Linked DNA regions of Mus musculus: all the other regions are linked to region 3. Evidence: chromatin contacts called from public ChIA-PET and HiChIP or PLAC-seq data. All regions are on one chromosome and are shown on one strand. The core of a region is the stretch at or near the end of the contact, and the rest is flanking DNA. Distances in the headings are between cores, read along the strand shown.

The links. ChIA-PET counts read pairs in DNA pulled down with a chosen protein or histone mark. HiChIP or PLAC-seq counts read pairs in DNA pulled down with a chosen protein or histone mark.
Region 1: a contact with region 3 is called in an RNA polymerase II ChIA-PET map of memory CD8 T cells, with 12 read pairs. The contact joins the promoter of Tbl3 here to the promoter of Kctd5 in region 3. A contact is called at or near these places in 1 of 39 promoter capture datasets (pre-B cells) and 1 of 115 datasets of contacts at active chromatin or transcription factors (memory CD8 T cells).
Region 2: a contact with region 3 is called in an HNF4G HiChIP or PLAC-seq map of pancreatic cancer cells. The contact joins the promoter of Zfp598 here to the promoter of Kctd5 in region 3. A contact is called at or near these places in 1 of 39 promoter capture datasets (pre-B cells) and 1 of 115 datasets of contacts at active chromatin or transcription factors (pancreatic cancer cells).

The regions. Positions count from the first base shown.
Region 1 is chr17:24,706,359-24,709,139 of GRCm38.p6, forward strand. It overlaps Tbl3 (transducin (beta)-like 3), which reads right to left and starts at 1,295. Exons shown (of 22, transcript NM_145396.4): 1 at 1,166-1,295. The coding sequence starts at 1,206.
Region 2 is chr17:24,668,259-24,671,395 of GRCm38.p6, forward strand. It overlaps Zfp598 (zinc finger protein 598), which reads left to right and starts at 1,429. Exons shown (of 12, transcript NM_183149.2): 1 at 1,429-1,715. The coding sequence starts at 1,500.
Region 3 is chr17:24,072,003-24,074,836 of GRCm38.p6, forward strand. Kctd5 (potassium channel tetramerisation domain containing 5) reads right to left here and starts at 1,483. Exons shown (of 6, transcript NM_027008.2): 1 at 1,175-1,483. The coding sequence starts at 1,426. Pdpk1 (3-phosphoinositide dependent protein kinase 1) reads right to left here. Exons shown (of 14, transcript NM_011062.4): 14 at 1,678-2,834.

The DNA of each region.
Region 1 (2,781 bases), core at 45-2,544, 630 kb after region 3:
TGCCCCAGTGGCTCTCATGGGGTCATCAGACAGGTTGAAGAGATGGGCCTGACTCAAGGTGAAGGAAGCCCAACAGCCCAGGCTTCAGCACTGAGGTCTTTTGGGGGCTCTCTACTAGTTGTGGGAGGCCAGGAATAGTAACATACTCTCAAAGTCTTGACCAGTAGGCCCAGCATGCCACCCCACTCCTCCAGCCTCAGTGTCATTTGGTTTCTCCCGACTAACAGTGACTTCTGGGATCTGACTAAAGCTGCCCTCTTTTCCACTCCCTCTACTGCTTTGGTCCAAGCCGATGAAATTTTCTGGGAGGTAATGGCGGTGGCCATTGCAGTCTCCTCAGTGAGTTTCTTACCAGCGCTTTCATCTCTGTTGTCTAATGACTTCTAAAACAACTGAGGGGTGTCTCTGCAGTGCCTAAACTTCCCCTTCTTTCACACCTCACATGCTTTTGTGACATTACCCTGCCTGGCCCAGAAGGACTTTTGCCTGCCTTCCTTTCTTTCTTTTCTTTTCTTTTTTGTTTGTTTGCTTTTTGAGACAGGGTTTCTCTGTGTAGCCCTGGCTGTCCTGGAACTCACTTTGTAGACCATGCTGGCCTCGAACTCAGAAATCCGCCTGCCTCTGCCTCCCGAGTGCTGGGATTTAAGGCGTGAGCCACCATGCCCAGCTTTGCCTATCTTTCTTAATAGTCAACACCACAGCGTCACTGCTCCTGGCCCAGGCACTATAACAGGTCATTTGCTTCTGCCCTCTATTTGGGCTGGGCTGGGCTTTCCAAATTCAAATGCTCTGCCCTCCAACCTCCTAAGTCCAGTCCGTGGAAGTCTGCCCATCAAAATAAAAGCAGCGTCGGAGACTCTGCAACCAGTTAACCCATCAACAGAGATGCTGTCAGCACCGAGGCTTTTCTTTGCAAGAGCTCCCTTGCCATAATCCATTCCACTCAGTGACAGATGGAAATTAGTTATCTGAAAACTGCACACTATGAATAAAGGCAGAGCCTCTTCCTATCTTAGCACTAAACAGCAGCTGTTCACAGGGGAACTGACTGAGCTCAGGACTCAGAGCCCCCGCTATCACAATGAACACCCCTCCTAAACTCCTGGCTCCCTTTTCCGGTTCCTCCCCATTTCCCTTCGGGTCCGCGCCTCCTCCGAGGACTTACTTGGCTTTGAAGCGGCACAATCCCGCCGCAGTCTCGGCCATGTCCCAGGGCAGCGCCTCCAAGTTCAGCAGCCTTTCTCCCCGCGTGAACCGGCCAGTGTGCTACTCTGTACTTCAAGGCACGCGGTGATGACGTCAGGAGCCGCAACTCCTTGACGCCATCAACATGCGCGCCGGGAGACCGGCTGCTGCCACTGGGAGTGGGAGCCGAAGGCATATCCAGTGTGGATGCTGGCAGCTGGCAGTAGAACGTCTTATTTACTGTTTTCATTTGGGTCTGTTTTCCTTTCCTTTCCTTTTTCCTTTCCTTTCCTTAACTGTCCTGTCCTTTTTTTTTTTTTCTTTTGGTTTTGTTAGACAAGATGTCTTTTACAACAACGGATTGGTGTCTCGGCGGTGCTTAAAGCTTCCCCTATCGCCGGGCGTGGTGGCGCACGCCTTTAATCTCAGCACTGGGGAGATCGAGGCCAGCCTGGTCTACAAAGTGAGCTCCAGGACAGCCAGGGCTATACAGAGAAACCCTGTCTCGAAAAACAAAAACAAAACAAAACAAAACAAAACAAAAAAAGCTTCCCCTATCACATGCTTCTGTAGATCTTGTCCAGGACTTTCGCCTCTGTGCCCCGCCCCCAACCCGATGTGTGTTTGTGTGTGTGTAACTGTCTGTCTGTCTCGCTCTCCTTTCCTCCTTCCCTCCCTCTCCCCCCACTCCCTTTTGTGTTTTTCGAGATACAGATTCTCTGAAGCACTGGTTGTCCTAGAACTCGTTCTATTGAAGATCTGCTTACTTCTACTTCGCGACTGCTGGATTTAAAGGCGTGTCCTTCCGGCTTGTTTTCTTTTCATTAAAAATTAATTTGTAGCCGGGCGTGGTGGCACACGCCTTTAATCCCAGCACTCGGGAGGCAGAGGGAGGCGGATTTCTGAATTCGAGGCCAGCCTGGTCTACAAAGTGAGTTCCAGGACAGCCAGGGCTATACAGAGAAACCCTGTCTCGAAAAACCAAAAAAATAAAAATAATAAATAATAAATAAAAAATAATAATAATTTGCAGGGCTGGAGAGATAGCTCAGTGGTTAAGAGCATTGGCTGCTCTTCCCGAGGTCCTGAGTTCAATTCCCAGCAACCACATGGTGACTGACAGCTGTTTATAATGTGATCTAATGTCCCTTTCTGGCATGCAGATGTATATGTAGATAGAGCACTTTATAAATAAATTTTAAAATTAACTTGCAGGCTGGAGAGGGCTCAGTGGTGAAGAGTGCTGACTGCTTCTCCAGAGATCCTGAGTTCAATTTCCAGGAAACACATGGTAACTCACAAACATACATAATGAGATCTAGTGCCCTCTTCTGTCCTGCAGTCGTACATGCAGGCAGAACACTGGTTACATAAATAAATCTTAAAAAGAAAATTAATTTACACTCAGTAAGCTGAGGTAGGTGGATCTCTGAATTCAGGGTCGGCCTTGTCTATAGCATAAGTTTCAGCACAGCCAAGGCTACACAGAAAAACCCTGTTTCGGGAAAAAAAATGATTAAGGAAGAGTCTGATTATGTATTCAGTTAGTTTTAGGCTGGTCTGGAATTGTGTGATAATCTAGACTGGCTTCAGGCT
Region 2 (3,137 bases), core at 179-2,678, 600 kb after region 3:
GCTTTCCTGCCTGTGTACCACGTGTGTGCCTGGTGCCCTCAGAGACCAGAAGATATTAAACCTCCTGGAACTGGTTGTGAGCCTTCATGTGGTGCTGGGAATTGAACCTAGGACTTCTGCAAGAAAAGCTAGTGCTCTTAATTGTTGAGCCATCTCTCCAGTCCTCCATTTTAACAGATTTTTTTTTTTTTGAGACAGTGTCTCACTTCTACGTAGCCATGGCTGGCCTGAAACTATGTTGACCAGGCTGACTTCAAAACTTACAAAGTCTATGCCTGTGAGTGCTAGGATGAAAGGTATGTGACCACACCCTGTCATTTTAACAATACTTAGCCCTGCCCAGTTGCCTAAGAAAGGTAAATCCCCCTATCTGTCCGAAGATGGCAAATGTAGCCCGGTCTGCTTTACATAGTTGGTATGGCGACCCCAGTTTTACAAATGAGGTTATAGGCTTCAGTGGGGCAACCTAGTTCAGAAGCATGTAAGTCTAGGTACCAGGATTAGGGGTTTAAGTCATTTCTGATTCTAGCTAGCCATAGGCACTCTGGGGTCACACACACAATATACTGACTCTTTCTAGAAAGGGTTCAGATTTGGACCCATCTCGCTTCATCAGAAATCCGGAGACCGCCCAACAGCTGCAGACTTGAAGCCTCCGGTTCACTACTATCCACTCAAGCACCTCTGGGTGCTTCCCTTTCCTACATACTATGTCTGGCTGGATGTGTCTGTCTTACAACCAAGAAAACACGAGGTCCCTTCTCTAGTGGGATTGGGTGAGAATGTCTGGATGTCCTGATGTCAGAGGCTTATGTTCCAAACACAAGAGAGGTGCAGGGCTATAGAAAGGTTCCTAAAAATTTGTCGGATTCAGTCATTACTAGCTGAATTACTTATGTATGTATTTTGTGCTGGGAATGGAACCTAGGCACGGTAGGCAAGTCTCTGCCACTAAGCTATGTTCCCAGGACATCCAGTGAAATTTGCATTTAAGATACAAACATACTACATACTACGTCCAAGTAATGTTTGTGTGATACTTAGCTTAAGACTGATCGAGCCGGGCATAGTGGCGCATGCCTTTAATCCCAGCACTTGGGAGGCAGAGGCAGGCGAATTTCTGAGTTCGAGGCCAGCCTGGTGTACAGAGTGAGTTCCAGGACAGCCAGGGCTACACAGAGAAACCCTGTCTCGAAAAACAAACCACAGTTCGTGTTTTATCGGAAATGATGCTGGAAACCCTGTAGCTCCTCCGGCGTTTCCAGAGCTTGCGTCGGCGAAGGCGGAGAGACTCCGCATTTAAATGACTGGAAAGGCTTGAGCAGCAGTCATGAGCGAATGGCAGCTCTGTACAACACCAGGCCCGGGCGGAAGTCGCAGTGCGCACTTCCGCCAGGCGGGCGGTTGCCTGAGGGCAGTGACGTCGACGGAAGGGGCGGGTCCGCCGGGAGCCAGGCCGCGCTGTGCCGCGCCGGCCAGGAGGGGGCCGGAGCCCGGCCATGGCGGCGGCGGCGGGCGCCGAGGGGCGGCGCGCGGCTCTGGAGGCGGTGGCAGCGCCGGAGCGGGGCGGCGGGAGCTGCGTGCTGTGCTGCGGTGACCTGGAGGCTACGGCGCTGGGCCGCTGCGATCACCCGGTGTGCTACCGGTGCTCTACCAAGATGCGGGTGCTGTGCGAGCAGCGCTACTGCGCCGTGTGCCGCGAGGAGCTGCGCCAGGTGCGCCAGCGGGGCGCGCGACGGGGCGCGGGGAGGGCGGACTCCTGATGGCTTTGCCTGCTCGGTGTCCGGCCGCGGCCTGGCCTCACCCGCTCCCTCCGGAGGCCGGGTGGTCGGTCGGGGCGCCATGCGATCACCGGGCCTCCTGGGGCTGGGAGAAGCCAGAGGCGGCCGGGCTGGGGAAGGAGGAGCGATGTCTGTGGGAACTCTAAGCCTGGGGACTTTTCCCTATGACCTGGCTGCGGGAAGGGCAAGGTCAGGTCGAGAGCCCTCCTGTCTGTGAATCTTAATTTTTTCGGGATCGTCACTGAGGAGGAGCAGACAGCCAGGGGGAACCTCCAGACACTGTCTATTCTGGAAGCTGACTGCTCTGGAAAAAAAGGGTTAAACTGGACATTTCCAGACTAGTTGGGCTTCTGGGCCCCACCGGTGATCCTTAGCTCCTGAGACAGCGTTTCCATTTGTAGAGTGGAGGTGATACCAGGACCTGATTCCTAGGTGCTTGGTGGTCCACAATTTTAGGAAGTTTTCCTCCTCGTTACTAGTTCTAGCTTTGAGGCTTCCTTCCAGAGTGGTGGGAAGAGGATGTTTCTGGCTGTCTAGACTTGGAAATCCCGAAGGGGGTCAGAGGACTCCAGCAATGCCAGCCTTTGATGGGGAGTATCCAGCTGAACCTCCCTTGGTTTGCTGCCCGTAGAGATCTGTTTGCTTCCAGAATTGTGAAATTACCTTGGTTGGTTCGTGGAAGGTTTTGGCTAGTGGCTTCTGCCAGGGAATCACCCTTTCCTGTTCTTAGAAGTGATGCAGAGATAGAAATGATGCCAAAATTTTGAGTTTTTTTTTTTTTTTTTCTTTTCTTTCTGACCTTTTTCTTTCTCGTTGAGATAGGGTCTCACTATGTAGTCCTGGCTGGCCTGGAACTTGTTATGTAGAACCAGTATCTGCCTCCTGATTTCTGAGATTAAAGGCAGTGCACCACCATATCCCGTATTTGAGACAGGGCCTGTAGCTCTGGCAGTCCTGGAACTCATTCTCTAGACCAGACTGGCCTTGAAGTCACACAGATCCACCTGCCTCTACCTCCTGAGGGCTAGGTCATTCTCCACCATACCCAGCACACCCAGCTTTTCTTTCTTGATATTTATGTCAAAAGACTCAGCTGGAATCTGGAACATTCCCTAAGCATCTATGTCATACTGGGGAAGAGGGACTAGAAGACCCCAGACATAGTGTGGTGGAAGGAGCCTTACCCTACTGGATGAGATCTGGGGTTTAGAAACATCTCTGGAAGCTTTTGGCTGGTGTCCTACTCAGGGTCTTGCTGGGGCTTTGCTGGCCAGTCGTGCACACGCTGATGGGAAGGTCTGACACGGGTTTTGAGCACACATACCTGTAGCTTCCTTCTAGGAAGGGAGACATTTT
Region 3 (2,834 bases), core at 233-2,732:
AAGCCTATTTCTATCTGTCAGACTTCTGCCATTTTCTAGAAGGCAATCCTCTAAGAGTGAAGAGATTTGGTCAACTCAGTAATGGTAACAGCTGGGAGGAAGGATATGAAGAACTACCATAGTAGTATCTCAAACTCTAACTTCTTGATTATTTTGCAGTAACTCAAGAGTTCATTTCCTGGTCATAATGCCAGGCCTCCCTCACTGAGAAGGTGCTCTGTTAGGCCGTTTAAAGTGCAATGGGCTCGATCTTTCTGGAAAACCTCCTGAGTAGTCACTTTCAGGCTGGCAAGGCACAAAATCAAGCACCATCATGTAGGCTGAACCAGAAAACTCAGTTAGTACAAGGCTAATAAACTGCCTAGGGGGAAAGGGGAGTGAACGATTTGTTCCTAAGTTTCAATCCTGCACAATACTAATTTTTCAGTATGCAGTACGACACACAACTTTTGTAATGATAATAATTGAAATACTTTCTATTACCACAGGTATTAACAGTATTAGCGTTTAATTAAATTAAAGATAGACAAACCACAAACTAAGCTGGAAATCCCTACCCTTTTCAAAGGCGGTGGGGAAATGAAGTCTGAAAAGGAGATGGAAAAAGATTCTCTACCTGGTCTCTTTCACAACCCTAAGATTTTTTGACACCTGGCCCCGAACATGAATTCAATACAAATAATTCATTTATTAGAATTAAACTGACACCTTTGAACATTTCTACTCAGGTGGTACCTTCTAAGAGATGCCGTGCCTGTCCTTATGAATGAGAAGGATAAAGCACAAACTCTGCAAATCACTGGAAAAAGGGTAGTCACTGTGTCAACCCCCATGGCCTACGTTAATTTAGACGTCTGGAATGTGAAAAGACCAGATGAATGCAAAGGGTTCTCAGGTTCCAAAGCCAGCAAATAGTTGGGCGGTGGTGGTCACACACCCTGGGCAAAAGAATCTGGGGAGAAGAAAGTAGGGCCACAGCAAAGCTTGGGTCCTTCTCGACCGAAGAGCATGAAAGAAGAAAGAGGCACTGTTAAACCAAAGGGCCGAGGCAGGTGGGTACCAGAGTGCCATCCTCCCTCCGGCCCGCTCCGCCGGGCGCCCTCATTGTGAAGAGGTGTGTGTCGCGAGTGGCGACTAGGGCGGCCAGACCCCTGCTGACCCGCGAGGCCCTCACCTTGTCCGAATCTAGGTCGGGGTCCGCCTGGCACAAGCGGTACAGGAAAGACTTCGGGTCCCGGCACAGCGTCTGCCGGGTGGTGAGGAAGTAGGTGCCGCCGACGTTGAGCCGGACCCACTTGGACACGCCACCGGGGCGCTGAGCCAGGGCGCCCATCCCAGCGCTGCAGCGGCGGCACAGGCCGCCCCCCAGCCCCGCCCCGAGGCCGCTCGGAGCCGGCGGCAGCAGCTCGCAGTGATTCTCCGCCATGATCCTAACAAGCCCCGCCACAGCGGCCCTTCGCCGGAAGCGTCCGTTCTTTAATACAGCCCCCCTGAGTTGTCCCGCCCATAGGTACGCCCCAATAAAGTGCCCGCCCAGGGCTCATGTGCAAGGCGGAAGTTCCGGCTCGAAAAGCAGGCCGGAGATTACCACTTCCGGCCGGAGCAAGTCTCGGGTTCTCACGAGCATCCTCGGCTCAAGCTCCGCCCCTACTCAAAGAGGCTCCATGGCAAACAAAGTGTACACTCTACATGCTTTTATTACAAGACTACCGAGCATACGAGGGAAATCCATCATCCGGTAATTACATCTAAAGCACAGATATTTGAAAAAAACAAAAAAAAGAAAAGTTGTTTCATTAAATTATATGATTAAACCATGACCAAATAGAAAATTTATATAATAAAGCCAGGAAAAAAGTTGTAAAATATAGTTTACAATAATTATTCACACTCAAGGCTGTACATCAATACATACAACAACGTGGCCCCAAACATGAATTCAATCCAAATAATTCATATATTAGAATTTAAATAACACAGACTGAACTAGAGGCCGACAATAGCCAGCAAATAACCTTATATAAGAATAAAAATACAAAAGTGTATATCCCAGTATCATTGCATTATCTGTTTTCATAAGTATTTTTAATTTTTCCTTTGCCTGTACATCACAGTTACAGCTACAGAACAGGTAGAGAATATTACACATGTTCTAACTGACTGCCACCAACCTGAATGACAGCAATTCATCCTACTGTACGTGGCTAATGGACCAGCCGCAGCAGCTCTAAATACTGTAACAGTTTTTAATTTGCACATGTCCAATCACACTATGGTCGTGGCTTTAACCTGCACAATGACCTACTTGTAGTCATTAACCCAGATGATTAAACTAGGGTGGACTACATGGGGAGGGAAAATTTTGCTATTTGTAAAAACTTTTGTTCAGTTTGGATTCTTCATATGGAAGAAATGAGTTACAGGGAATTTTCAGGTATTCATATTGGTTAATTCATTTGCTTACTGCTGCAAAAGTGCTTTTGACAGAAACAGCTTCCCTCACATTGCAGGCCATTTTTCCACATTCTGACTTATAACCCTGAAGTGTTAGGCCAGAAGCTAGGTATCTTCAGAGGTTCTGAGAGTGGTTCCAGCCCTGTTCAATGTCAGGGCCCTTGTCTTACCTTCTACCCACGAGGTGCTACACCCACTGGCATCAGCACCAGTTTATGTTGGGTTTTGCATTAAAACAAATAGAAACGTGTATAGGAGTATCTTCACCATATTCAGAGTTGCTGTGGCCTCCCAAGTCTCAGATGAACACCCCAGGTCTATAGAACAATGGGGAGAAGCCTTGAGGCAGAGGAGGGCAGGAAACTGATTTCTACACATCT